5 separate regions of the Mus musculus genome follow, and regions 1, 3, 4 and 5 are each linked to region 2. The links are chromatin contacts, called in public HiCAR-type and promoter capture Hi-C maps. All regions are on one chromosome and are shown on one strand. The core of a region is the stretch at or near the end of the contact, and the rest is flanking DNA. Distances in the headings are between cores, read along the strand shown. Region 1 holds the start of Adam19 (a disintegrin and metallopeptidase domain 19 (meltrin beta)). Region 2 holds the start of Pwwp2a (PWWP domain containing 2A). Region 3 holds the start of Thg1l (tRNA-histidine guanylyltransferase 1-like (S. cerevisiae)). Region 4 overlaps Clint1 (clathrin interactor 1). Region 5 holds the start of Sox30 (SRY (sex determining region Y)-box 30).

What was found. Promoter capture Hi-C pulls out the DNA fragments that hold promoters and counts their contacts. HiCAR-type assays count read pairs that join an accessible place to other places. Capture Hi-C pulls out chosen DNA fragments and counts their contacts.
Region 1: a contact with region 2 is called in a HiCAR-type map of astrocytes, with 3 times the contacts expected there. The contact joins the promoter of Adam19 here to the promoter of Pwwp2a in region 2. A contact is called at or near these places in 3 of 39 promoter capture datasets (cranial neural crest, liver and pre-B cells) and 2 of 115 datasets of contacts at active chromatin or transcription factors (astrocytes and embryonic stem cells).
Region 3: a promoter capture Hi-C map of adipose tissue shows a contact between it and region 2, with 7 times the contacts expected there. The contact joins the promoter of Thg1l here to the promoter of Pwwp2a in region 2. A contact is called at or near these places in 8 of 39 promoter capture datasets (the 3T3-L1 cell line, the C10 cell line, embryonic stem cells and 4 more), 2 of 484 Hi-C or Micro-C datasets (CD4 T cells and muscle stem cells), 4 of 115 datasets of contacts at active chromatin or transcription factors (astrocytes, fibro-adipogenic progenitors, large pre-B cells and 1 more) and 2 of 9 other capture datasets (adipose tissue and liver).
Region 4: a contact with region 2 is called in a promoter capture Hi-C map of liver, with 4 times the contacts expected there. The contact joins the enhancer-like site here to the promoter of Pwwp2a in region 2. A contact is called at or near these places in 5 of 39 promoter capture datasets (3T3-L1-derived adipocytes, hippocampal neurons, liver and 1 more) and 1 of 115 datasets of contacts at active chromatin or transcription factors (astrocytes).
Region 5: a contact with region 2 is called in a promoter capture Hi-C map of pre-B cells. The contact joins the promoter of Sox30 here to the promoter of Pwwp2a in region 2. A contact is called at or near these places in 3 of 39 promoter capture datasets (embryonic stem cells, liver and pre-B cells).

What each region holds. Positions count from the first base shown.
Region 1 is chr11:46,052,947-46,058,414 of GRCm38.p6, reverse strand. Adam19 (a disintegrin and metallopeptidase domain 19 (meltrin beta)) reads right to left here and starts at 2,431. Exons shown (of 23, transcript NM_009616.4): 1 at 2,205-2,431. The coding sequence starts at 2,301.
Region 2 is chr11:43,678,557-43,684,259 of GRCm38.p6, reverse strand. Pwwp2a (PWWP domain containing 2A) reads right to left here and starts at 2,262. Exons shown (of 2, transcript NM_027557.1): 1 at 1,644-2,262. The coding sequence starts at 2,167. It overlaps Gm34963 (a long non-coding RNA gene), which reads left to right and starts at 2,196. Exons shown (of 2, transcript XR_388594.3): 1 at 2,196-2,425.
Region 3 is chr11:45,951,456-45,957,466 of GRCm38.p6, reverse strand. Thg1l (tRNA-histidine guanylyltransferase 1-like (S. cerevisiae)) reads left to right here and starts at 1,964. Exons shown (of 6, transcript NM_001080969.3): 1 at 1,964-2,192; 2 at 3,235-3,411; 3 at 4,563-4,732; 4 at 5,836-5,924. The coding sequence starts at 2,002.
Region 4 is chr11:45,895,695-45,900,977 of GRCm38.p6, reverse strand. All of the region lies in intron 8 of Clint1 (clathrin interactor 1), which reads right to left. Among named protein-coding and RNA genes, the nearest start is that of Clint1, 46 kb to the right of the region's middle. Within about 2 kb of position 3,982, at least 8 of the 459 cell types and tissues checked have an H3K27ac peak or open chromatin away from gene starts, as enhancers often do. A contact at or near this core is called in liver, where this site is marked.
Region 5 is chr11:45,976,318-45,981,576 of GRCm38.p6, reverse strand. It overlaps Sox30 (SRY (sex determining region Y)-box 30), which reads right to left and starts at 1,267. Exons shown (of 5, transcript NM_173384.2): 1 at 204-1,267. The coding sequence starts at 1,257.

The sequences.
Region 1 (5,468 bases), core at 1,182-3,681, 2.4 Mb before region 2:
CATGAGGGAACAAGTGAGACATAGTCCTCTACAGAGACTGATGGATCTAGACTCTTAAACAAAAGGAGCTGTACAGGATAGAAGAGAACGACAAAAGGTCTCGGATGGTGAAAAGCACTGAGGGCAATCTCTTTACACACAGTCCAGTTTAAGTACACGTAAGGCAACGTAACTGGAGAAGGGTTGCTCACAACTTGAAAATAAGGCCAGAGCACGTGGGATCAAGCTTTCAGTGTCAGACCTGGAGCGTCACTTAACAAAGGGTAAGAGAATGTTATCTCTGGCTCACTTGTTTGCTTTCGGTGGGATGGCCTGTATTCGGTGAAGTTTAACATTAACTGCACGCCTGTGACAGACAAAGATGCAAGTGACTTCAGGAATAGGAGAGGGAGAACCAACAACTGCTTGATTCTGTCTCACCCAAAGGAATTCCCTATGCCACTCCCTGTATCACCGGGGATATTGTTTATGTTGATATTGATTATGTTGGTATTGATTATGTTGATATTGATTATGTTGATGCTTTTGACCAGCTTTAGCAGCTGCTTTGGCCACTTCATAAATGAAAGAAAAAAAAATCTTCGTCACATTTGTATAAGAGCCAGGAGTTTAACTTTGAGGAAATTATATTTCTGTGGTCTCTTGGTAGAACTTAGAGCCATTAAAATCATAGTTTTGGGAGATGTCATGATTTGGGAAGCACCTTTTAAAGTGTATGAATGGTACGATTCCAGATTCATCAGTATATAGTCATAGAAGGACAGGAAGGGGGAAAGGAAAATATTAATAGCAACTGCTCATTTGGGGATCATGGGTCACTTTACAACTCGTAGATTTTGCTTTCTCCCCGGGTCTGCAGTCACTCTACCTCACTGACTGTTCTCAAGGCCTCCAGATCCCGTGAAGTTTACTTTCCTGTCTTTCTTCTGTGCAAATGGTAGGCTGGAAAATCAGACTCGAACAGGACCTGGCTCCCTCTTCCCCGAGGAACCCCACACCCCAACAAAAGGAAGAGCCTTCTCCTATCCAAGGCAAAGGAGCTGGAGCGTTGAGTGGAGGAAACCCTCGGGTCAGGTTCTTGCAGGGATGGGGCGGGGGCTGCAGCCTGCCCAGCCCGTACACTAGGGCGTCGTTAGCTTGATTTAAAAACGCTGACGGTTGGTACAGCAAGCACCCGCGACCGTCTGGAGTCAGCCCAGCTCTCCAGCTGCCTCAGAGCTAAGGCTAAATAAGCTCTCCCGGGTCAAGATGACAGAAGCCAGGCATTGCCCCTCCGGGACCGTCCCTTCCGCGAAATCCTATGAGAACCTCTGAGGGATGCGGCCCGGGAGGGAGCGGTGCCTGGGAAAACAGTTGTGAGAAATAGGCATTATCCAGCGTCCAAACTGGAAGCGTGGAGCCCATTCCATTTTCTTCACATGAAAACTGAGGCCAAGAGGAGATAGGCATTGGGTGAGGTGGAAAGAAAGCTCCGGTTTCCAGTATCAGATCTTCAATGTGGGGCGTACTTATACACACCTGGGTTTTTGTTAGTGAACTTCAGCTTACGATCTGCATAATGGGTGCGCATGGTTCTTTTATGGTCTTTCAGAGATGCTAAGTGTACAGGCAGAGATAACCAGTAAACCACCCTACCCTAATCTCTCGGAAACCTTTGATTTTCTATCCCACTGGTATGCTTTTGACACCACCACCCCCCCGCCCCCAGCAAGATCCAGGGAGTGGTTCCCTCGCCGATTCGGGATAGGATGCTTGGGGTGCTCCTCTGGGGATGCTCTGGGGTTGCTAGAGCAGCGGGCGCAAAATAGCGATGAGAGAGAGGCAGAGCGGAGACGAGCAACCTCAAGAAAAACAGCAAAGATAGGAAGAGCAGCGGAAAGAGAAGCCCAAAGTAAGAAAACACGGGGAGATGAAGAAAGGAAGGCAAGCAAAGAGAGAGAGAGAGAGAGAGAGAGAGAGAGAGAGAGACTTACTGCTTTCTGATTGCAGTGAGCGCACTAGCTCCACGACCTCCCGTGGCTCACCACAAGAGAACAAAGCCTGGGCTCCTAGGCTTGGGGGTGGCGATACTCACACCCGGGGAGTGGCGGAGTCCGCAGGGATAGCGGTCATGGAGCTGCCGGCATGCAAGAGCGACTCTCAGACCCTCAGTCATCACCACCACCCCTAGTCGCCTCAGAACCCATCTGCGCGCTGCCACTTACTTGTGGTCCATCCCGGCTCGCACGCCGCCAGCGGCCAATGTAGCTGCAGAGCGAGAGCCAGCAAGCAGAACCGGGCGACGCCCGCGCGCCCGGGCATGATAGCAACGGCCCTCTCACTGTCCGCAATCACACATCCCCTGCCATTGCCTGCCCCCGGCCTAGCGGCGGCGGAGGTTTTCAAGCAAACGCCGGCCTAAAAGCCACCCAGCCCACATCCCAGACGCTCCGCCCCTAGCCCCTCAGGGCTCTGCCTGGAATGGGAGGAGGGGAGGCGCCACGCGGAGGAGGGGGTTGGTGGTGGCTGGAGGGACAGCAGTGGGAGGAGCGAGGGAAGCCCCCCGGGAGCATCGCTGACTCAGGTGAAGGACACCCAGGGGAAGGGATGATCCGAATTTCTGAAGTAATCAACCATTCTTGAGGCCTGGGAGATTACAGGACTGGGGTTGAAAGTGTTAAACACACACACACACACACACACACACACACACACACACACACACACACACTTCTGCCCCACTGTAGCTAGTTTACTCTATCCCGCTTTATGCTAAGTACTTTGGGTGACCAAGACAACTCTTTGTAGCTCTACCTTCCAGGATTGACTACTCTTGGAGTCAGGCTGTGAAAGAGTTAATTCCAAGGGACTGAAATGAGTGCTAAAAGAACTTGTTTTCCTATCGGGACTCCAATCTGGGCCTTTAGTCCAGGCCTTCTGACACGGGAGGTGGGGGGTGGAGGGGGTGGGGTTGCAGATCCAGCATCCCAGAGGACAGGGCTTCTGTACTCCAGAAACAGAACACCAAGCCCAAGAAACAGTCTAGACAGGATTACAGAGAAGGAGGGAAGCCTTGGGCTGTATAGGTTGGGGACAGGAGAGAGCAGAATTTGGGATGGTTAGGGTTTAGGATGCAATGGAAGATGAAGCCCACAAATGATGGCTATCACTAAGAAAATTACAGTAGCAGACACTTAGGACTTAGCTTTTATTGACATTCCGTACGTGCTAGGGCCTCTGATAGTTGATCTTGTCATGAGTCCGCTGTGGACTGGAAATGTGTCTCAGCTGGTGGAATGCTTGTCATGCACTCATGAAGCCCTGGGTTCCATCCCCAGGACCTCGTAATTCCAGGAGTGTGGTGCACCACTGTGATCCCAGCACTTATGGGGCAGAGGCTGGAGGATCCAAAGTTCAAGGTTAATCTCTGCTACGTGGTGAATTTGAGGCTAATCTGGACTCCATTGACACAGTGTAGAATAACAGTGATAATTAGGCGACCATCTGGAGGGGGTAGGTATTGGCTTCATCTCTATCTCCCCTCTGGGGGAGGGGAATCAAACCAGAAAAGCATTAAGTCCCCTCACCAAAGGTCACAAAGCTAATGTCTGGGTTTCACTTAGAGTCTGTATATTTGCTATTACAAAGCCTGGTGCAACATGCCTTAGTTGATGAATGAAGAACAGAAAAAAGAGATAGCCAGAAATAATCTGTATAGGGTTGGTTAGCAAAACTCCAAGGGAGAGGAGGCTCTGGAAGGGGAGTCTCGCACCTACATTTGTCAGTTCCTTTCCCCATCCCCCACCCCCAAAACCAGGCCAGGAACTCTCAAAACCAATGCACCGTGAGTCTGCAAGGCTCTCACAGAGGGAAGGGATCAAACCATTCTTACCATTGGTGTGGACAGGAACTGTGTGAGTTCTCTCCATCTGCTGTAATGGAAAAGCAGATAGTGGCTTAGAGAGTTGCCTTTCTCACCCCCAGGCGGCAAGGGGTGTGACTGGTCTGAGGCATTAAAGACTCATTTGTCAGTCCTGGAAAGCTGGAGTGTCAAGCCCCACGTGTCACCAGGTCAGATTCTGATAAACTCTTCTATTCGTTTGTAAACAACTGTGTCTTCACCTGGCCCTGTCCATACAAGTATAGGGAGCGAGCTCCGGGGTTTTCTGAGGAAGCCTGTGCTATGTATGAGCCCATCCTCACGGACTCTAGCCTAATTATCTCCTTGTGGGTACCATCTTCTTGTACAGTCACACCAAGGCTTGGGTTCCAACATATGAATGGGGGGGGGGGTAATTTAGTCCTTCACTGTCATGCATGTCATTTGCTATCACCATAGAAATGGTCTAAGGCTGGGCGTGGTGGTGCATGCCTTTAATCCAAGCACTTGGGAGGCAGAAGCAGGAGAATTTCTGAGTTCGAGGTCAGCCTGGTCTACAGAGTGAGTTCCAGGACAGTCAGGGCTACACAGAGAAACCCTGTCTCGAAAAACCAAAAAAAAAAAAAAAAAAAAAAAAGAAAGAAGATGAGTCTTGTCATACGTTGAGAAAATTCCATTTGCTGACAATGATTTGCTGTGTATTTAATGACCATGTGCCCTTAGATACTTAGAGGGGAAGGGGCCCAGCCAAGTGGCTCAGCAGGTCAAGGCACTGACCTCCAAGATTGATGACTGAGTTTGATACACACATGGGGAAGGGGAGCAGAGAGAGAGAGAGAGAGAGAGAGAGAGAGAGAGAGAGAGAATTTTAAAAATGTAATTTCTTAAGAATTAAAAATTGAGAGTAAGCCGGACAGTGGTGGCGCATGCTTTTAATCCCAGGACTTGGGAGGCAGAGGCAGATGGATTTCTGAGTTCGAGGCCAGCCTGGTCTACAGAGTGAGTTCCAGGACAGCTAGAGCTACACAGAGAAACTGTGTCTCAAAAACCTCAAAGAAAAAAAAAATTGAGAGTAAAAACCTGTGAGGAACTGGCCAAGCAAGCAGGTATGTGTTTGGAGCCTGAAGTCAAGCACACCTTTTCTCACCTTTCACAACATGTAAGAAAGACAGCTCTCACTGCAAGGCGTTGGACGCAGCATAAATTGAAGAATTTGAGTCACAAGACAGACCTCAGGGTTTCCTGGAGCAACTTTTCCTCTAGTTTCTGAGGTGCTGTTATGAACGATTCAGAAAAAAAAAAAAAAACCATAGCATGCATGCAACTGCAAAATGCACCTCTTTCCTTTAAGCTACCAACACGCCTGGGAACACAGTGGCCACTGCTTAGAAAATAAAATGAAATGTACTGAGAAATATAAAAGAGTAGATGAAAAGGTGGGGATACAGTGTTCCTAGAAAGGAAGTCTTTTTTTTCTTCCCCTGAAGCAGGGTCTCATTATCCCAGGCTGGCCTCAAACTTGCTAAGTAGCTGAAGATGGCATTAATCTTCTTCTTCTTTTTCTTTCTTAGATTTATTTATTTATTTATTTACTTGTATATAAATACAC
Region 2 (5,703 bases), core at 1,013-3,512:
AAAATCACCATCCACTCTATTTCCAAACACTTACCTTTTTGCACCTTTCTTTTGCAGATTTGAAATTCAGATTCTCACAATCACTGGCCTCTTCTTCTGTTTGATTCAATAGCATACACATTAGAGTGTCTCTCTTGCTATTAAAAACATGAGTAGAAAGCAATCTATATTCAGCTTTCTAATTATGAAAATGAAAGCTACTAATGAAAGCACTAACCCAAAGACAGTCAACAAATAAATGAATAAGTAAAAGCAAGGACTCTGAAGACTAACAAAGTACACTGAGCAACTGAAGAGTTGTCCAACATAACACTCCCCACCCCACCCCCTGCCATATTCCAATGCAAATTTTAAGTAGCTGTTTCCAGGTAGGAACAAATTCCTGTAACTTTACAGGAGGTCAAGGAATTTGAGAGTAAAGCATAAGCCGGGATATGGATATGATGGGAATGCTTATCATATCAGTACTTGGGAGAGGCTGAGGCAAGAGGATTGCAAGCTCAAGGCAAGCATGGACAACTTAACTAACCCACACCATGTCTCAAAAGTCAAAGAAACTCTGGAGGAAGCTGGGGGTGTGTAGCTAGATGGCAGGATGCTTGCCTAGCATGCAGAGGCTCTAGGCTCAATCTCCAGTACAGAGAAAAAAGAAGAGAAGAGAAATACATAAACACATCAAACACACAGAGCCATTTCCAAACAGGTGAGACACCAGAGTGTGTGTGCTGTTGCAGGAAACAGAATGGAGAGCCATGAATGGGAGTCTCTGCACTTCCTATCTGCAAAAGAAGAGAATAAAAAGGTTAACTCTAGACTGAAAGCAGATTACCTTCTTTACCTGTTTAAAGCAGTGCCCAGAACATTTTAAATCAAAAGGTGAAAATATACTGGATAAGACAGAGGTTTGTAGGTGAACTCAACCTTCTAGTCAAAACAAATTTAACTGTAAACATCGTCTCGGAAATCTTTTGAGACTCAATCTCTATCACTGCCAAAGAAAAAGTCATGCGAACATTCCTTTGTAAACCCACCACTTGGGTAGTAAATGTTCAAAAGACAGGGGACCTATCCCGTCTCCAATATTTCTTTAAGCTATAAGTAAAATTAGCAAAAGGTACCTCCTTATTAAAGAGTGATCCTCCGAGAAACTATTTCCAGCAGTTCTTAATAACAGTTAAAAAAGGGTTCATTAACTCTAGGCTCTTCCTCTTTTAACAACTGACAGGTAACCTTTTGGGAAGCCCAAAGCACACACCCCTTTCTTCAGCCCCGCTAAAGTTAAAGGTTGATTTGAGGACAGGGAGATGCCTCCGCAGCACCTCTTCCCCCCCCCCCCCCCCCACAGCACCCGTTTCTCTAGGGGATCCATCTGCATTTTGCATTAACCCATCTGCCCCAGTGCGCAAGCCAGAGGGTCGCAGGGGGCTGGGGATGCGGAGGCGGGGTGTGCCAGCCATCTGCACCCGCGCGCGTCCCCAGCTGCACACCTGGGGCCGGGGCCGCGCGCGTCGGCCCCACGCGGAGCGCGCCCCACGCGGAGAGCGGCGCGGCGCGCAGGACCCGAGGGCGGGGCGGGAGCAGCTCGGGTTCGCGCTCTCCCTCGCGGCGGAGCGGACAGCTTGCAGTTGGGGGGCCGACGGTACCTTTTGGATAGGTCCATGAGGACCCCGGAGAAGAGCTTCTCCCCGAGGCGGAACGACACGACGAGCGCGTCCTCGATGATGTGGTCCAGCGTGACCCGCACCTCCGAGCCGGGGATGAGGTGCGACACCGCCGAGTCCCCGCCCGCCGGCGGCACGAGCGCCGGAGCTGGTGGCGGCCGCGGCGCGTCCTCGGGCTGCTCGGGGGCGGCCGGAGGCTGCTCGGGCGGCGAGACCGGGACAGCCGCGGGCTCGGGCGGCTTCGCCTCCTCAGCCTCGGAGCTATCGGCCAGCTCCCCCGGCGGCGGCGGCGGCGGCGGTGGCGGCAGCGGCTGCTCGTCGGCCTGAGGGGCGGACTGGCGCCCGTCGGCCTCGCCGTCCGGCACCGCCGCCTCCGTGGCCGTGACCGGGAGGGGGGTGCCGGCTTCGCTGCCGGGAATGGGCTCTAGCTCCGGCTCGGCCTCGCCGGCGCCCCCTTCCCCGGGGGACGCCGCGGTCGCCGCCGCCTCAGCAGCCACGGCCGCCATTTTCTCGCTGGTTTCTCCCTCCTCCTACTCGGGCTGCGGCGGCGGCGGCGGCAGCGCGGCTGGGATCCCGAGGCCTTCCCCTCCCTCCCGCTAACACTCTCGTCCCGCCCTTTCCCTGATGCTCGTGATTGGCACCGCGCCATTGGCTCCGCCTTCCACCCCCTTCCGCACTTCTGTCAACCCATTGGTCAGAAGGAGCCGTCTGTCGCGGGCTGAGTCCCGCCCCCTCCCTCAGAGTAGGAACTTCCCATTGGTCAGGTGAGTTGTCAAGTGGAGAATCTAAAAGGAGTTTGAGGGGCGGGCTGAAGGATGGCAAAAGCGGCGCCCTGTGCTTACAGCCTGTATCTATTGGTTAGTAGGGGAAATACCGCTTTAGGATTGGTTTATGCCCCTGCCCTTACTCGGCCCGTTCTTCGGAGGTGGGAGAAGGGAAGAAAACGCGAGTCGTGCCAGTTCTTTCAAAGACTCCCCAAGGGGGGAATAGCGGGAGAATGCAGAAAGGGAACCACTTCCCAAGAATCTTTGCGCAGAGATCCTTAGAATAAATGTTATTTCTAGGCTTGGATTTGCTTGTGGCCAAGTGTGGGCACAACAGGCTTCTGTTGGGAAAGATAACTAAAGTTCCGAAAATAATCCTGAGACACTTTTTGGGTGCCTATTCACTAGTCAGATTACGAGGTGCTGGAAACAGGGCGATGTACAAGACATTCTCCATGACCACATGACAGGAGCTCCCGCATACACACAAGCGGTGTTTTCCTTGGTTTCACTCTTTAAAATATAAAGGACTAAACTCTAGGAACCTGCTAATTTCAAAAAAGGAAAATTCTAACGAGAAGACAGACAACTGGCATGCTAAATTGACTGTAGTCCTTAGATCCACGGAAAGAGTTCACTATTGAAGCCTTTTCTTTCCTTACCCTCTTCCTTGCCGTGTGCAGAAAGAAAGAAAGAAAGAAAGAAAGAAAGAAAGGAAGGAAGGAAGGAAGGAAGGAAGAAAGAAAGAAAGAAAGAAAGAAAGAAAGAAAGAAAGAAAGAAAGAAAGAAAGAAATCTAGGCATAGTTGCCGGTGGGGCAGCTCTTGGGAGGCACAGGCAGAAATGGCAAAATTCTAGTCCAGACTTAATACAGTTTCAGGATAGACTCAACTGCAAACTGAGATCCCATCCCAAGAAAGAAAAGATGAGGGCTAGGGGAGCCCTCCAGTGTCCTAAGGTCCTTGTTTTTGTGGTTTGGGTTTTTGTTTTGAAACAGCGTCTCCCTATGTACTTCTGGCTTGCCTGGAACTCACAGAGATCGGCCTCCTTCTCTCTGCCTCCCAAGTGTTGCGTTTAAAGACCAATTCTATTTGAAATCTGTTAAGTCTAGAAGGAGCCACTGTACTCATTTCTTGCAGATTGTTCCTCAGTCAGTCCTTTCTAATAGGAGCAATCAGAGGCACTGAAAACACCTACAAAAGAGAAAGAAGATATTTACCAACGTGGAGGGAAGAATGAAATGTCAAAGATTAATTGAATACTATATATCAATATCTAGTACAATCTTACATGGTCCTTGCAATTCGACAAGTGCTATTATACCCATTTTATTTGAAAACTGAGACAAAAAGGTTTCTAATGTTGTTTAGCTAATAAATTACACGGTCATAAGTCCAGGTATTTTTTTATAGAAAAGACAAAATGACAATAAGCAAATATTAGCCAACGTTCTGTCTATTTCAAGCTTAGCAGTTCTCAGGAAAGTAAAAGTCCAATAGAAGATGCCAGTCAAGGAGAATTCAGAATCTCCCTTTACAGCCACAGGGAAAATGGAGTTTGTTTAGAGACCACTGTGTACCACTGACTTTCCCAAACCCTCTCATTTGAAGTCCTGTGTTCTGGGGGTCTAGAGCAATGGCTCAGCAGTGAGGACCATGTGCTTCTATTGCAGAGAATCATAGTTGGTTCCAGCACTCCAGGGGATTCAATGCCCTCCTCTAGCTACCTTGTGCACAAACCTACTCCCAGACATACAGAGATGAATAGCTAAAAGTAGTGAAAATAACCAGGCATGATGGTGCATGTTTTTAGTGAAGGAGACAGAGACAAATGGATCTCAGTTCAAGGCCATCTTGGTTTATATAGCAAGTTCTAGACCAGTGTACTGGCTAGTTTTGTGTCAACTTGACACAGGCTGGAGTTATTATCACAGAGAAAGGAGCTTCAGTTGGGGAAATGCCTCCATGAGATACAACTGTAAGGCATTTTCTCAATTAGTGATCAAGGGGGAAAGGCCCCTTGTGGGTGGGGCCATCTCTGGGCTGGTAGTCTTGGTTCTATAAGAGAGCAGGCTGAAAAAGCCAGTGGAAGCAAGCCAGTGAAGAACATCCCTCCATGGCCTCTGCATCAGCTCCTGCTTCCTGACCTGCTTGAGTTCCAGTCCTGACTTCCTTTGGTGATGAACAGCAATGTGGAAGAGTAAGCTGAATAAACCCTTTCCTCCCCAAGTGCTTCTTGGTCATGTTTGTGCAGGAATAGAAACCCTGACTAAGACAACCAATTAGGGCATCTATCGTAATGAGACTGTATCTTAGTAATCAGCTTTTAAAGCACACTAATATGTTTTAACTCTCTTTACAAATGAAAAAACTGGGCCTTCCTCAACAAACAAGCAAACAAACTGTGCTTGCTAACATGCACACGCATTGGTTTTGATACCTAGACAGAGTAAGAAAGCCAAAAACATCTCTTACGGGGATTACGTTATGCTTACATTAGACATACACAGGTCTTGCCTTACAGAATTTTCATTATGACTCTACATCTATAGTTCACCACAATCAGCTAATTAAACAATAACATATAGTCTATGGAGCCATGACACCCTGAATTCTCACACTGTATAATCTCCCACAGGGAGGAAAATAAGAGTTGGGTCCTGGTACCTCATTACTTCTCAACGTAATTACAAAATTCTGCAGTGACTAGTTTAAACTTCCAATTTATCACAGATTGTGGCATGCATAACAAGGCACCCTCCAGGGCTACTGTTTTCATTGTGCAGCTCAAGAGACTCTACTCACCTCATTAGGTCAGCTCTTCTGCTTTGCCATCAGGACCCTATCTCCAATCCTAGTCTATCTAGTCTACTCTCTACAAATCTTCAAGCTTTCTAATACTAGGAAGGTCTAGTCCGAATCTTTCTCTTATTCATTCAAAAACATTAAAGGACTACTACGTATCAGTAGCTGCAAACAGTAAGACAAACAGAAGGTATGCCATAAGAATATTAAAAAATTGAGCATTGGGCCTATTTTTTCTAATTGGTGAGTTACAAAATAATACTTAAGACAATGAAAGATTCTGAGAAATTCTATAAGTGAAAGAAACAGACTGGGGTAATAAAGTAGTTAGGCAAGGCAGAAGAATGCACCCTTTAAAGAAGATGGGTAAAAAAGGGCCTTTCTGAATCAGGACACTTGAGGGTGCAACGGAACACACAGAGCCAGCTCTTTGCATTGCTGGCTGAACATTCAGGTCACAAAAGAATAGCAGTCT
Region 3 (6,011 bases), core at 715-3,214, 2.3 Mb before region 2:
ATAAAAGAAAATTATTTAAGAGAAAAAAAAATAGACTATTGCCTGGATCACACTCGAAAAGATTCTGTGAGCAGCCTGGGAACTGACAATTTCAAGTTTATCCTCCGAGTTTAACGTATGGAGAAGACTGTGGCCCACTGGAGTAATACTTGAGTCAACTGTTAGAAATCCTGTTTGTGTCTGCCATGCTGCACTGCCCAGGATCTCCAGTGGCTGTTGGTTTTAGGAAAAATCAATAGGAGACCAGCTGAAGGTGGCAAGTGCTCTCGTTTGTGACTGTGCCTTTCATCTTGTGACTAGCAAACAATCTGAGGGCCAATGCCACCAGACTAGGGAGTCTTTCACTAATTCTAGAGATCACAGCTTTAGCATCCATTAGTGATCCACGTTTGAGTTAATTGTTTCAAAGATGTTTATAAACAAAACAAAAGAACAAAACTGATTCTCTGAGCCCACCATTCTGTGTTTGAAACTAGCCGGCACTCTTTTGTAAAAGGCTTCCTCTCATCAACTGGCATTGAATTGTAGTTCTATATAAAAGACAAGAAAAGGGCCTTGTTCCCTTTAATAATCAATTGCCAGTGTAAGAAGTTAGTGTAACAATACTTCCAAAACTATCCATGAACTTTCCTCTCTTTGAGTATTGTTATGTTGCCTGGGCCTTCACTTATTCCATACATGATAATCACTCACTGTTGTTCTGATACTCAAATCACCTCAGATTTGCTCAGTGGCAGCACTAGTCCTCTGGGCTCATTTTGTCACTTCGTCTTATTACTCCTAGCAGTTCTTTCCCTTCTGCCACAACATGTGCCCCAGTCTCATTTTGTGTTTTCTGTGACTCATCTAACTAGGAGGCAGTCACTTCTTCTAGGAGTATACTCTAGTGGAGAGAGGTGTTAGCAACCACGAATTGTATGCCTATTGCTTTCAGGGTATCATTTCATCTGTGCCCAGTGGGCAAAGCTAGGAAATGCATTTTAAAACAATCCTGAGTTCAAGAGTGGGCAGATGGCCCTGTAATTATTATGTTTGCCAGGCAAGCGTAGAAATCCAAAGTCAAATTCTCAACATTCAGATATAAAGTGGGATGTGGAAGCTTATACCCATCAGCCCCAGTGTGAGATAGGCAGAGAGAGGAGGCTCCCTCAAACTTGCTGGCCATCTAGTGACTTCTAGGTCAACCAGTGAGAGCCAGGATCAGTGAAAGGCAGTCTTAAAATTAAGATGAAGGGGGATTGACGAAGATACTTGATGTCTTCCTCTGACCTCCACAGATGCACATAAACTCACCCACACACATACAAAATCTTTTAATAGTGATGAGTACAAATTTTAAATTCACCTAATGACATATGGCAGGGTAACCTGCCTCTGGTATTCACTTTTGGAAAGCCTGAGAAAGGAAGGACACACCATGTGGCTTCCAGGGATCAAAGTTATCACACCTGGCATCAAGCATCTTTACAGACTGAGTTGTCTTGCTGGCCCTTTCTTTGTTTAAATCACACTTTACTGGAACAACCACTAAATAACTCTAGAAAAAAAAAAAAAAAAACCAAACAGGGTCAATGGAAGAAAATACAAAATTGTACAGATGATCAATTTCTATTTTATGTTCCTTGTTTAAACTTACCTAGAAGAATCTAGAAGATCCTCCCCACCCCATCCCCGAACTATAAAGTGATAATTTAGTGTATTTCATCTTAGCAAGGAATTTAGAAATGCTACTTAGAAATGCTTTATAAATGCTATTTAGAAGTACAAGACAAAAAGGTCACAACTATACTTTTAAACTTGGTCACAAAACAACATCTGATAGCTTGCGATTTGCTGCCTACGGGGTAACAGACAGGCACCCACAGCCCAGAAGAACACGCCTGGCAGCCAGCTGAGTTGAAGGCAATAGAGTCAATAGAGAAACCTCCACCGTGGCTAGAGCGGCTCTGACAGCGACAGGAACTTCCGGGGTGGGGCCCGTCCATTGCTTCCTTATGGCGAATGTGGGCTTTCCGCACAGCGAGGATCGGCAGTCTTTTGGCTGCTACTTCCGTTATTTTAAGACGGTGCCTGAGATTGGGGGTGGCCATGGCCAAGAGCAAGTTTGAGTACGTGCGGAATTTTGAGGTTCAGGACACATGCCTGCCGCACTGCTGGGTGGTGGTGCGGCTGGACGGCCGGAATTTCCACCGGTGAGCTGGAGGGGCGGGAGACCGCGTGGTGCGCCCACACTTCCGGGAAGTGCGCCTCTCGTAGTTACCGGGGTAACGCGACAGCCAATGAACACTCAGCATTGAGCGTCGCCTGAAGGACTTGCTAGGTGGTTGAGATATTTAAAAGGAACTGGGTACTGTAATTGGTGAAAAACCCGTGCTACTTTAGCTGAAACCAGTTTGCAAGAACTTTGTGTGTGTGTGTGTGTGGGGGGGAGGTGTCATTTCTCGGTCCACTACTTAAACTTCAGTCACACGTGCGACCCTTTTGTTATTTTTGAGAGTTGTTAAGAGGCCCGCATAAGCCTAACTGTGGTCATGAGTTGATAGTATGTCCCGTTCTCATAGTCAGCTTCATATTACATGAACTGACTGCACTAGAGTCAGGAAGAAAAAAGGAGAGTAAACTATTGGGGACTTAATTTCAATAAAGGGCTATGTTATTCGTTATTACCATTTTATAGCTGTTTAAGTACATAGAGCTATAGTAATGTTTATTGAGCACTTAGTAAGAGCATTTTGATCTCCTAATCAGCAATACAACCTGATAAGGTAATAGTGTTCTCAATTCACCCAGTAAGGTGAAACTTCACAGAAAAGTGGATTGAAGCCTAGCAGTTGTATCCCTTTTTGTCAGTGTGTCAAAGTAAGAAAGAAAAACGTGTTTTTTTTTTTTTTCTGTACATGCTTATGCGTAAGTTTAGGGTTAATGTTGGGTGTCCCTCCTCAGAGCTGTCCTCCTTGTTTTTCTTGAGACAGTCTCTCATGGAACTTCCTTGGAACTCACCAGATACTCTAGCCTGGTGGTCATCTAGCCCCAGGAATCCTGCCTCCACCTCTCCAGCACTGGGATGACAAGCAGGTGCCACCAAGCCCCCACCCTGTTTTATGTTTTGGGGCTAGAACTTGGTCCTGACAGTTTACCTACTGAGCTATCTCTCCATCTCTCTTAACTGCCTCTGTGGATGGTGTTGGTGATGACACTCTCCACCGCTTGTGCCCCTCTCTTTCCTCTATGAAGGTTTGCTGAGGAGCACAACTTTGCCAAACCTAATGACAGTCGGGCCCTCCATCTGATGACCAAATGTGCCCAGACAGTAATGGAGGAGCTGGAGGACATTGTGATTGCGTACGGCCAGAGTGACGAGTACAGCTTTGTGTTCAGGAAGAAGAGCAATTGGTTCAAAAGAAGAGCCAGGTGAGCTTCAAAACCAGCCTCCGCTAGGATGCTCTCCCGTTCTCTGCTCCTCTGTTTCTCATGGCGACAGCTGAGATCCTCAAAGTTGTGGGTGATGCTGCATTTACAGAGTGTACATGTCCTATTTTGACTGTTTCCTTCCAATGAGATCTGAAAATTCTTGTGCTGTGTATTTTTTTTAAGATGCTTTCTTTATTTAATTCTTTTCCTTCTGTATCCTGTCAATCCAGCTTCCAGACTGACCTATTGAATAGTTAGACGGATAAGCAGAGACTTAAGCAGAGACTTTGAGAGAAAAATAGAGTACTGGTGATTCATGGGTAGCATTGCAGGGTCACTCTTTCCATGTATTAAAGAGTTATTTAAACTTTTTAACAAGGAGATCCATCTTATATTGAATTTGGTAGTATACTGAAACTCTTTGGGGAATCAAATTATATGATGAATTGGTATGTCTTCAAAATAATGGTCCCCTTTCTTCCAAGACGGAAAACAATACCATACCCACAAAACAACAATAAGAAAATCTTGAATTATAAATGTATACCAAGTCCTATGGAGAGAGATTTGGTGTTAGTGAGTGTGCTGGCTAGTTTTTTGTCAGTTTGACATAAGCTAAAATTATCTGAGAGGCAGGAACCTCAATTGAGAAGATGCCTTCATAACATCAGGCTGCAGGCAAGCCTGTGGGGCACTTTCTAAATTAGTGATTGGTGGGGGAGGGCCCGCCCACTGTGGGTGGTGCCCTTCCTGGGCTGGTGGTCCTGGGTTCTGTAAGAAAGCAGACTGAGCAAGCCATGGGAAGCAAGCCAGTAAGCAGCATTCCTTCATGGCCTCTGCATCAGCTCCTGCCTCCAGGATCCTGCTCCCTTTGAGTTCCTGTCCTGATTTCCTTCAGTACTGAACAATGATGTGAAAGTATAAGCTGAATAAACCCTTTTCTTCTCAACTTACTTTTGGTCATGGTGCTTCATCATAAGTCAGTAAGTAGTTTAAGTAGAGGCTGACTCCATTGAAAACATATTAAAAGTTTCTCTTAGCTGTCTGGGAGCTTTGTATAATCTCTCTATTGTATCTGCAGATCCAGTCTTGGCGTGGAATTAATACCAAATACTTTCTCTTTTCTTGTTCTGCCCAATGTGTCTTACAAGTAAGTTCATGACTCTCGTGGCCTCCCAGTTTGCCTCCAGTTACGTATTTTACTGGCGGGATTACTTTGAGGACCAGCCCCTTCGGTATCCTCCAGGATTTGATGGGAGAGTCGTGTTGTATCCTAGCAACCAGACTTTGAAGGACTACCTCAGCTGGCGACAGGCAGACTGTAAGTGGTACCAAGTACACAGTTTGAATCAAACCTACCAAACCTGTGCATTAAAGCTGAGGGTCTCATACAAGTTTGCCTCATTAGTACATTGTTGGAGTCAAGTGTCTTTTAAAAGTTGTTTGTTTGTTTGTTTGTTTTCATTTAATAGAGCCTTTCTTTATAGCCCAGGCTGACTTTCAATCCTGCTGTATAAGGCCTGTGTTAGAGGATGTGTCCCACTACACCAAACTGTCTCTCACACTCTAATTAGTTAACAGTATTTGAAAACTCAGGAGATTTTTGTGGGAGAATTATCTGTAGTTGTTTGTTCTGTTGTTGTTGTGTGCATGGTGTGTGTGCACATGCATGTTTTGTATATGAGTGCATGTGTACATGCATGTGCTTATGTGCACTGTTGCAGAGCCTATACAAGTGTTGCAGAGCCAGAGGAAGGAATGGGCTGTCCTGCTCCATCACTTTGTTCTGTCTTATTCCGTGACTGAACCTGGAGCAAGTCTGGCAGCTGGCAAGCCCCAGAGATCCTCTTAGAAGAGCTCTGGGGTTTCTGGGGTTCCAGGTGCACGTGGCTATGCCCAGCTTCTTACACGGGTGCTGGGATCCAATCTCAGGTCCTCCAGCCTGCACAGCAAGAACTCTTACCCATTTAGCCACTGTTTCTTTAGAAGATAAGTACATTTCCACTCCATTCATGCAGAGCCTGTGTGATCCCAGCTCCCTTATTGGTTTGCAACACACTCATGAAGTCATAAGCTGCACAGTCCCTGCCATTCCCCTGGGGTTACCTTGGCAACTATTTCTAGGACGAACACCTAAGTCAGCAGATTTGCATTAGGCATTACTGAATGACCATGTGAAGTTGTTTTCAGGAAGTTAGTTTACGTGCCTACCCCTTTCCCTGTCTGTTCCCTTTGTAGGCAGACTGGGGAGCCGCTGTCTCTGAGATCTTTGTACTTTAAAGTGGAGAGAAGCTGGGTTGTGATATTCCTGGAAACATAAGTAGTCTATATGTAAAACAAAGTGAATATGCTATAGTATATAATATTATACATTTGTAAGGATAAGATTCAGTATATATAAATGTTATTTTGTTTTTCTCACAGGTCACATCAATAATCTTTATAATACAGTTTTCTGGGCCCTTATCCAGCAGTCTGGACTAACACCAGTCCAAGCCCAGCAGAGATTAAAGGTATAAAGATCCTACAACAGAAATGCGGTTGAGGACACTTGCTCTGGTCACTGCTGGCATTTCTGGAATGTTCCCTTTTGCTCCTTA
Region 4 (5,283 bases), core at 2,733-5,232, 2.2 Mb before region 2:
CTCAATTACATAATATTCTGCCCAGCCCCTGCCTCATGCTTCTGATTCTTATAGCTCTTTTTATATTGGTCTCTCACACTGTAGACGACCCAGATTCTATGAAAATGCTATGACATACACACAGAAGTCACAGGTCTCAGGTCATCAGGCTCGTGCAATGTGAGCCGTCACCCTGTCAGCCCTTGTTACTATTGCAGAACAGCTATTTTTAAAATGGCAAAATCACAGCCACCAGGTCAATCTCCTATGCACAGTTTGTATTATAAACAGCACAGTGAGAGACTTACTTTTATCAACAGTGTGTACTACTGTGCTTTAAGTGTTCGTACTGTGTTCTTCTACGTAAATGATTAACAAACCACAGATCTAAAACTTTAAGCTGCTGGCTTTGTTTTTTGTCCTTAAAGTTTCACCTGTGAGCCAGAGCCTGCGAAGCCTAGAGCAGCAAATCCATCAGAGCACTTTACTGTTATAGGAACACAGCTGCTTAGCCTGCAGTGCTCAGAAACTTGCCAGGTGGGACTGCAACATCTGGGCAGCACTCAAACACCACCAGGGACAGCCTCCAACATCTGGTGCCATTTCTGATTGTTTTATCGCTGCGAGACATTCTATGGCAGCTGCTCCACTCAGCTGGGTTAATTAAAGTGTAACCCCGCCCACTCCTTCTTAGATGGCCGGCTCAATAAAGGGAAGAATCCGTTTCCAATACATGTCTGTTGCTCCTTCTTTTTAATGTACACTTACGCAATCAACTATCAGCAGGCATAACTAATAACTTCTTCCGTTCCCATACTCCATCACCACACTTACTGATACAACCTCACAGCAGCCAGGTAGTGCCAACCACAGGCTCTGCATTCCTACCGACAACAGCTCATGTTGCTATTTTACAATTCATCCAAAGGACAGTATCAAAGTGATTTGTCTCTTTTGTTTTCTTTCTTACAGGTATACTGAACATGATAAAATGCTATGAGCACAAAGAGCAGCGAGCAAAATGTGTATATCGCAGACAGGAACATGTTCATAAATACAGGGAAATGAATGCTGCAGAGAGTAGGTGCTTAACATATGTTTGTTTTCTGTTCCTTTATGTTAAACATTTTGATAAAGTATACTGCTAATAAAATGCTAATTTCTATTAACAGTAAAGGATACAAAACCAGATTATATTAATTTGCTCCATCCAAGCAGTGAATAAACAATATGGAGAAAATTCCATGCTCAGCCAAGTACAGACCTTCAAATCTGAACTAGTCTAAGTCACAAAGAAGAATCTATGTTGGAGATCAAAGCAGCAAGGAACGATTTTAAGAAGCTTTCCTGACAAGGTATTCCAGGTGTACCTGATCCCCCTTCTCCGACTCACATGAATACTATCCTCATCAAAAGTCAACAGCAGCTCCTACCCCACTCACGTGACTTCAGGAAGGAGCAGTGAGACTGGGCACACATGCTCTCTGGCACGGATTTGACATTTTCTGAAGCACCACAAAACTACCTTCAACTGTCAGAAGCCTTTCAGAAATTAAAAACCCATTTCTAAAGGGGCAAGGTTCTCCTAGGAGGGACAAGCATGTGTCCATGTTCCAGCTCCTCCCACATCACCTCTACCGAAGTCCAGAAGACCATCAAAGCGTGCTGCATGCAGAAGGCCGCTGCTGCCTTTCCTGCAGCTTCCCACACGAGCGCTGTCATTACAAACAAACCAAACCCACCTGCCTCTCCAGGCCAGCAAGGAGGTTGTTTATCCCCTTACCAGCTGGGACTATGAATTTCCCAGAGCAATACTGGGAACAAGAAAAATATGGTCAGACAGTGCTTGAAATACAAATGAAAAAAACCGTGTACAGAGTTTATTCCAATGCATTAAAAACTGAAGAGTCCTAATATATATAAAGTAAGTGACTAATTTCTAAATAATCAGTAAGAACAAATATCTCCACTAGAGAAAAAAAAAAAAAGAGCCCAGACCATCAACAGGCAAAGTCACAACTGGCCTATAGAATACATGTTCAGACACAGCACTCAAAAACGTGATGTGATTCTCTCCTCATCAAAGACTCTGAGAGGCAGGACTACCTCGGTTTGGAACACAAAAGAATTTAGGAAAAACCTCAAGCTAAAACACTGAAGTGCAGAAGAAATGAGGGTCTCTTGGTTAATGACTTTATAGACGATGTGTAGCTCACAGCGAGTGCTTCTGGAGACAAGCAGAAGGGAGATCAGAAGGAAAGCTGTCCTCAGCCAGAAGCCACAAAGCTTTGCCACACAACAAATGCTGAAGTCTGTCTCACTGAATCCGCACACACTCCATCTAGGAGGCAGTGTGCAGAGCTCACCTGAGCAGCTAGCTGGGAAGCCAATGTAGCAGGAGCAGAGGTGCGGCCAGTCTGGGCTACGTGGCAAAGTCTCATCTTAAAAAATTTACAAATAATATTCACTAAACATTTTTATAGTTAACCTTTGTGTATTTAATTTGGGGCAAAATGTTTTCCACATTTAAAAATTCATCGTCATCATCAGTGAAAAAAACCACTACCAACTTCTAGTAAACAGAGCTTAAAGACAGCTTGCACCCAAATGCAAGAGGATTGACTGAGGCCGCCCCACTGTGCTTCCAATCCATGTAAAATGCAGGTAGGTTCAAATGATAAGGAATAATTTGGACTTGATACATTTTCAGTCCTTAAAAAATGTTTTTAAGCCTGGGAAACGTGATGGCAGTGCACGCCTTTAATCCAAGCACTCGGGAGGCAGAGGCAAGCAGATCTGAGTTCGAGGCCAGCCTGGTCTACAGAGTGAGATCCAGGACAGCCAGGGCTACACAAAGAACCCCTGTTTTGTACTAAGCCCTATTAACACAGTTTTTCTAGTTGTACTGGTGACACGTTTCTCTCCACTCTCACTCAAGAGACATACAGCTTGTGGAGCAGTAAGTTAAGACCTAAATTCCTTATTCACAAAGGGACAAAGCCTACAAGGTTGACTCACACTAAAAGAGAAATGGAATGTTTTTAGCATTCTATTTTTAGTTGGCTTAGTTTCTAATTTTAATACCTATTTTCTAGCACTGACTTAGGAAAACTTTCTGTAGCAGGCACTGAAACATCATCTCTAGAAGACTAACTGTAATGGAAGATTATGATGGAGCATGTATCAAAACAAACTCAAGAACAAGATGACACACAGCCTAGGTTTCACATATGCAGTTATAAATTTGGTCAGATAGTCTACAGATTTTAATCAAGTATTTTAGCACATTTTAGCAGATATTCTGTAAAATGCTAGCAATGATGATGTAAACACACACACACACACACACACACACACACACACACGGCTATGGAGATGCTCATCTGCTGAGGGGGCCATGAGCAGATGCTTGCTTACCTCACTGGTGGTCTGTGGCCCTATCACTTGCATGGGAGTCTTATTATACATACAGGACATCTGGCAGGTCCTTACACAGTCTCATGTGCAAGTGCTAGTTTTTAAATTTAACTTCCTTCTGTAGCAGAACTTCATTTAAGATCCACGGCTAAATATATATTTCAAATGAAGTTATTAAAAAGTAATTCTGATGTCAAACCATGTTCAGTTGCTTTTGAGATAATATTAAGCTAAATTTTAAGGGCAAAAAACCTTGCAGATTTCATTTAAATTCTGCCTCAGTTACTATATTAATTGTTATATGTATATAAGTCAGTCTACCATTTACACCAGAGAAGAAAAAACACTCAAAGGGTTCTTTCTGCTCAAAGCAATTTTTTGTTCAAAGAAATCTTGGGTCACAGAGGAGGAAAGTCATGGCATACAGATGATCTTCCCAGTTACTTAATTCTTTGACTTAAACAGGGCCTTTTCATAGTTCGTGCCAGGAAGTCCAAAATAACTGCTATTCTGTGACACATTAGATGGCTGTATGCTAACTACCAGTTCGCACTGTAGCTCCAATCTTAAATATACAGAGACAGCACCCAGCGGCTGTTCAGACACCCAGGGCAGCGTTCTGCTGCTGTGAGTGTGGCAGCCTCTCTAGGTCACAGTCATTGTAGAACAGTGACAGAAGGGTCTCAGAACCAGGTCAAACCAGATGCCTTGCAAGTTTATTCCTAGGCCAGTAGTTCATGACAGCATGAGAGAAAGAAAAGAACTGGTGGTTTTACAATCACTAATCTATTTATGAAAAGCAATTTATATCACGGACTTGTGCTTAAAGCAAAAAGCAAGTCCAAAAGCTTTGCTTTTGGGAATTATTTACACAACTTGAAAACAGCTGCCCTTTGGACATTAGTTCAACCTGCATCCTGCTCATCTATATTTGAATGTAATCAACTTTAAAGAGCCTTAGAAAAACTATCCTTAAAAAGCTCTTACCTTGAGCTATTTTTTATTGGAATACAGTAGTTTATTAAGACTGTAATCATCAAGTGCAATCCTATGGTATCCAAGTTGTTAGGAATTACTCAAAGTTAGCACACACTGGAGATCACAAGAAGAAATCCTTAGTCTCACCACTGAGACAGGCGTCATCCACTGTTCAATGTGATGTTCTCCCCCTTCTCTCTGACAGATCTGGGTATTTTGCCCAGGTTGCCTGGAGACCCTCTCAACTCTGCTTGCCAAGAGCTGTAGGCACAGGCATGTGCACTCCACCCTGGCCACAGCCCTCTTCCAATAAGCTTAATAGGAAGTCAGTTATATATATTCATATAGTGCCCCCTTCCCTGCAAAGCACCCAGCATGCTTATAACTAGGTAATTACAGTCAATTATTGCCCTTTGACTGACGATTACTTCCTTTATTTGACTTTTCCAAGAGCCCAAGAATTCCAGTGTCTGGGTCAGCACACACTCGCTGACAGATGAAAAAGTAGTAATGAGCATATATCTGCTTTGACAACCATAATGAAGTTTAGGGCATGTAACAAAAGCATACAGAGTAACACATATTTTTATAAAGGAAAATTTAAAAGGTGAATGTTAATGTAAATTTTCACATCTTAACAGCTTAAACATGCAAACAACAAAGCCTCCAAACTCTTTGTGAAAAATGTCATCAACATATTAGACTCTGAAGGAGGAAGCAGTATGGAGAGGAGAGGAAGCCCTGTGAACTGAGACATGTCACAGTGATCTGAGGTCACATTTACCAGTCACTGAGACTTGTGGACTACAACCAACAGTTTTTCCTCTCAAGGCCTAAAGGTCAGAAGGTTTAAAACTAGGTGAGATCTTTCTAAAGCTTTGAGAAATGGGTGTCTGACTGTAAGGCCGA
Region 5 (5,259 bases), core at 18-2,517, 2.3 Mb before region 2:
TAAGTCTTAAGAGTGACTGTTTATAAAAACTGTGGCAATACTTAAGTGTATTTTACCAGTATGTGGGCAAATCAACCAGAAGCACTCCCTGTGCAAGCTAAGGGCCGTACCAGGATTCTACTTTTCGAGCTTCAGCTCCTGAACTGCTAATATGTCTGTGCAACACAGACCTGTGAAAGCCAGATTCCCCTGGCTTCTAATACCTGCATCTGAGGGCAGCACGGTGAGGGGGACATCTTTGGTTTCAATTTTTACAGAAGGCTCCAGCAAGGACTGCATTTTAATAGGCACTGGTGTCAGGGGGACTTTGGACAACCGTATCAACTCAGAAGGCGGAGGCCCCTGAAACTGGATACGGGCTCCAGGTGGGACGGTGTGGAGTGTCAAAGGGAACCTTAGGTCTTGCTGGTGTGGCCCAAAAGCACTAGGCGGCTGGGCCAGGATGGCCTCCTTGCTGCTGTGGACCAGGCCATTGGACGTGGCCTCCGTGCCCAGCCTACAATCGTCCCTGGGTCTGTCTGGCTCCTCCGTCTTGATGACTCCTTCTCCGATGGCCAGCAGGCTCTTGCCTTCCCCGCCTTTCAGCGCATCCCTCGGAGCCTCCTCTGCCTCCAGCTTGGCTTTCTTCTCATCGCTTCGGCGGCCGTCGAGGGCCTTCCCGGTGCCATCCAACTTGGCGGCCCTCGAGGCTCTCGGGCCGGCCTCGGTGGTCCTCCGAGATCCCACCGACAGGTCCAAGCCCGCCCCCAGCTCTTGCTTCTCGGCCTTGACGAGCAGCGTCCGGGGCTGCATGGGGTGCAGCTCCGGCCTGCAGGGGCCTCCGTCGGCCGCGGACTGCGGAGGCAACAGCAGCAGCTCCGGCCTCAGCTGCAGCAGGCGCGCCTGCGCGGACGAGGCGGCGGCGGCAGCGGCAGCGGCGGCGGCGGCTGCGCCCTCGTCGGGAGCCGGAGGCACCCCCGGTCCTCCGGGAGGCAGCAGCAGCACCTGTTCCGGCTTCACTTGCAGCAGGCGTCGCGTCCCTGCCGCCTGCGCACCCGCCGCCGCGGCCTCCCCGCACGACGAGGCCACCGCGGCCATGGCGGCCGTGGCCTGAGCCGACGGCGACTGGGAGCGCTCTGCGGCCGCGGCCCGGAAGGTGGCGGCCTCGACGGGCTGCGCGGGCGGAGCGGGGCGCAACGGGCGCGGAGGGGTGGGCCGCGGCGGTTGGCGCGGCGGCGGCGGCGGTGGCGGCGGTGGCTCCGGCCTGGCTCTCTCCATGGGGGAGGGGGCGGGCGGGCCGCGGCCGGGATTGTGAGCTCAGCCGTTTGTTGGCGGCCTCCCCCTCCCCCTTTCGGTTAAGACCCTTCCAAGGCCTTGGCTACCCAGAACCCTACGCGCTCCACAGACGGGCTCGCCTCGCCCAATCAGGAGCGGCCCGGTGTCTCCCGCCAGCCAATCACAGGCACGTTCCCCGGCTCCTCCCACCCTCCACACTAGCCGCGTGCGAGAACCCTGGAATCATCCGCCATAGACCGGGCCGAAGCTCCTTGTGTCCCATTTTCCACGCCTCTTCACTCTCCCTCTCTTCCGGATTCTCTTTAGGCCTTGACCTTGGTTACCCCGCCCCCTCCTGGAGCGCGACAATGGCGTTGCCCAGGAAACCCTTCTGTTCCACGCCTTTACCAAGGACCTCCAGGGATGAAGGCGTGGGCCTTTCTTGCGGGCTGGGCTCTCGGCCTTGTGTGTTCATAAAGCCGGAGTCTGATAGGGTCTTCTAGTCATTCTCAAGTATGGGGACACCTTGGAACTTATAACTGATCTTACTGGACCTGGTTTTTGACTAGGTATAACTATTTTACTAGTTGAATTTTCAGTCTGCTTCCAAGATGCGACCCAGATTCATCCACCTTTTGAGGTCCCACCCACCATTATCCTGCTTAGGCTTCCATTGTCCTTCTCTAATTCCATATGGATGTTACAGTTCTCCTGAAGTTTTGCTCTTCACCTATGTCCCACTACCTCCCGACTGCCAGTTGTTCTAAAAATACAAGTCAAACTGTCACATTTCCCCCAAATCTTTCTGCCGCTCCCACTGGTTATGAGATAAAAGTTCGAAATTCTTAACCCCGCAGAGCCTGATAAACCTGATTAGTAGCTTAGGCTATACCTACAGTTTGAGTTTTTTACACTTTCACCACATTGCTTCCCATGCTATTCTTTTTCATCACAGGACGCTTTAGCAAGTCAAGCATTTATGTCTCTTGTAACTCCCGTTTATTTTTCAACTTGGAGCTGAACCGGCATTTCAGAGAAAACCATGACAGCATTCGTTCGAATCTCTTTTATGCACTCACACCTGATCATGTCCTTTGAAGTGCTTTCTTTGTGTGATTATTCTGCGCCTCTTCCAGTTGATTGTTACCTCCTTTGGGAAAGAACTGCTTTTGTTTTGCTCATCATTGACTCCCCAGTGCCGACTGTTGAGTAATTGTGCAATAAATGCTTATTGAATAAAGAAATAAGAACTGCCACAGCATAATAAAATAGTAATACTATGTATATTAAGGGCTCATTTTAAGGTTTTTTTTCCATGTGTGTGCCTCTTCTTTTAAGAAGGAGTGTGTTTAGTTTTTATTCAATATTAGCAAGTAAATGAGAAATTATCAACATTTCCTGCATCACTAGACATCCTGACTAAAAGTTACAGCTCTATCTTGAGGAAGATAAACACTATAGCCAAGGCAATTAAAGATGAATTCTTTACTAAAAGTTAATGCTCTATCTTGAGGAAGATAAACACTATAGCCAAGGCAATTAAAGATGAATTCTTTCTAATGCTCTATAGTTCATACATCTATACATGGAAGAACACAACACAGATGGACAACTAAACCTGTAGATTGTGCTTAGGAGGTTCAGGCAAAAGGGTTGTTATAAGTTTGAGGCCAGCCTGAGTTATCTGTCAGTTAAAGTCCAACTTTGGCTACAATATGAGATTCTGCCTCAAATAGACCAAACTATACTAAACAAAACTGGATTTTTAAAAGCCTTGCTAGGTTCAACACCCTAGCATCTCAAAAAAAAAAAAAAAAAGTACTTAGCTTAAAGAATAGAACAGAATATAATTGTTACACTAAGAAGACATAAATATTTTTAAATTAAAAAAATACCAAGAAATGAGAAAAAGAACATGGCCTTTACTGAAGTAAAAGCTCCAATCAGTGTTGGAAATAAGGTTAACCTATGTTGTCTGCATAGTAATGAAAGGGAAGGATATCAAGCAGAGTAGACACACCAAGCAAACAAAGATCTTGAGAGACTGAGAAAACTATGTTAATGTGTATTTTAACATAAGAAATGCAGTAGAGACCGGCAGGACATTTTATAATAACAAAAAGACCAGCTCATCAGAGCATGATACTTGCCAATACACAGTAGCCACACAACCTCACTGCCCCACGACATGTGGCACAAATTGACTGAATGAAAAGGAGAAAGACTACCCAGCATTACATTGATACTTCAATATTTCTTTAATTTTTAAAAATTACATTTATTTATTGTATGTGTGAGATGGTATAAAGTGTGTGTGTGTGTGTGTGTGCGTGTGTGTGTTGGGGCAGGGGGTTATATCCATGCCACAGTCTGGTTCCCTGGGAGCTCAGGTTGCTAGACTTGGTAGCAAATGCTTTTAACCCACTGAGCCATCCTGCTGGCCCCTCAATATTTCTTTTTCATTAAGTGGTAACAAAGACTGAAATAGCAAATCAGAAATATTTCAGAATAGCTGAGCAATGTTGCAGGATATTTGATCACACTCAGACCTCTGATATGTGTTGTTTACTGGAAAAAACTTTTTACTTGTGATGTGGCTCAGCCTTAGCACACACCTTTAATCCCTGTGGCTGTAATATAGACATACCCTTAGTACACACCTTTAATCTCAAACAGTGAAGAAAAGTTAGTTTGTAGAAGGAAGCACCCACGTTTGAAAGTGATGTCTAATTGAGTGGCACAAAGTGACAAATCAGAGAAAGATTTGACAAAATAGGATATGCCCAACTCAAGAAGAGAGAGAAAAGAAAGAACATCTTGGAGCGAGGAGGCACTTTTACTAGGGCAGTACAGAGACAGGTTGAGGAGAGAACAAGCTAGACACAGGTGAAGACTGAACTAGCCAGACAATGAGAAGGAACCAGAAGCTTGTCAAAGTTAGTATCAGGCCAAGCAGAGCAAAAAGTCAGAGGCCAAGAGAGAAGCCATATTGAATTAGTCATCTTAGAGAGGAGATTGAGCCAGAACAGCTGAGTTGAACCAGCCAGCCAGAGTTCAGAAAGAACAAGAAAGAGCGAACATGTTCATCAGCAAATCTCAGAGGCTGAAAACATTCTAGGCCTAGATAAGACTGTGTGGAGACTAAAAGCTTCAAGGAGCCTAAGTTAGCAGACTGAGGCAATAAATGTTGGAGATGACAATTACATCAGGTTAATGAAAGTGACTTCTACAGATCAGTTCTCTTTGTCAACAAGAATGCTATACTCGGGAGTTTTCTACATACATTCTTTTGAGTACGACTGAAATGTTCTCCAGGGACTGAACGCAGTGTCATAAAACAAGCAACATGGCACCTGTGAGAATCAAAGTTATACCATCTCTGGCCACATGAAATTAAATTACAGATCAATAAATAGCAAAAGAAAATTATAAAAGTCTCACATGGTTTCTAAATAACTGTTTGGGGGTTACAGAAGAAATTGGAAGAAATAAAAAAAAAATTCTACCAAATCAAAATTAATGGAAAATAGTTAGAGCAGTTCAAAGAAGGAAATTTATAAAAGATTTGAAAGGAAGATTTAAAAATCAATAGTTAAGAAATATTCCTTAATTTGCAAAACTATAAAAGGGCCAATGTAAGTGAAATAGAGCAACAGAGTATCAAAGAAGAAATCAAACAACAGCAAAATAACAGAGAAAACCAATGAAACTTAGAATTCATTCTCTGACCTTTCAAAAGATCTAGGCCATCGATCTTATCAAGATAATAAGGGAAAAATGAAATAAAATGCAAGGTAAGAAATTAAATGGGAACATTATGAACACTGCACAAAGATAAAAGTATTATGAAATACTACTGCAAATAACCTCTATCAACAGCTTATGCGAGCCCTTAGATGAAATGGCATGGTTCTCACTCAGAAATGATAGAATCCACCTCGGTGCCAGTCAAGACAAAAATGGATAAAGAAAATGTGGCAGATACGTAGAGTGGGATTATTCAGT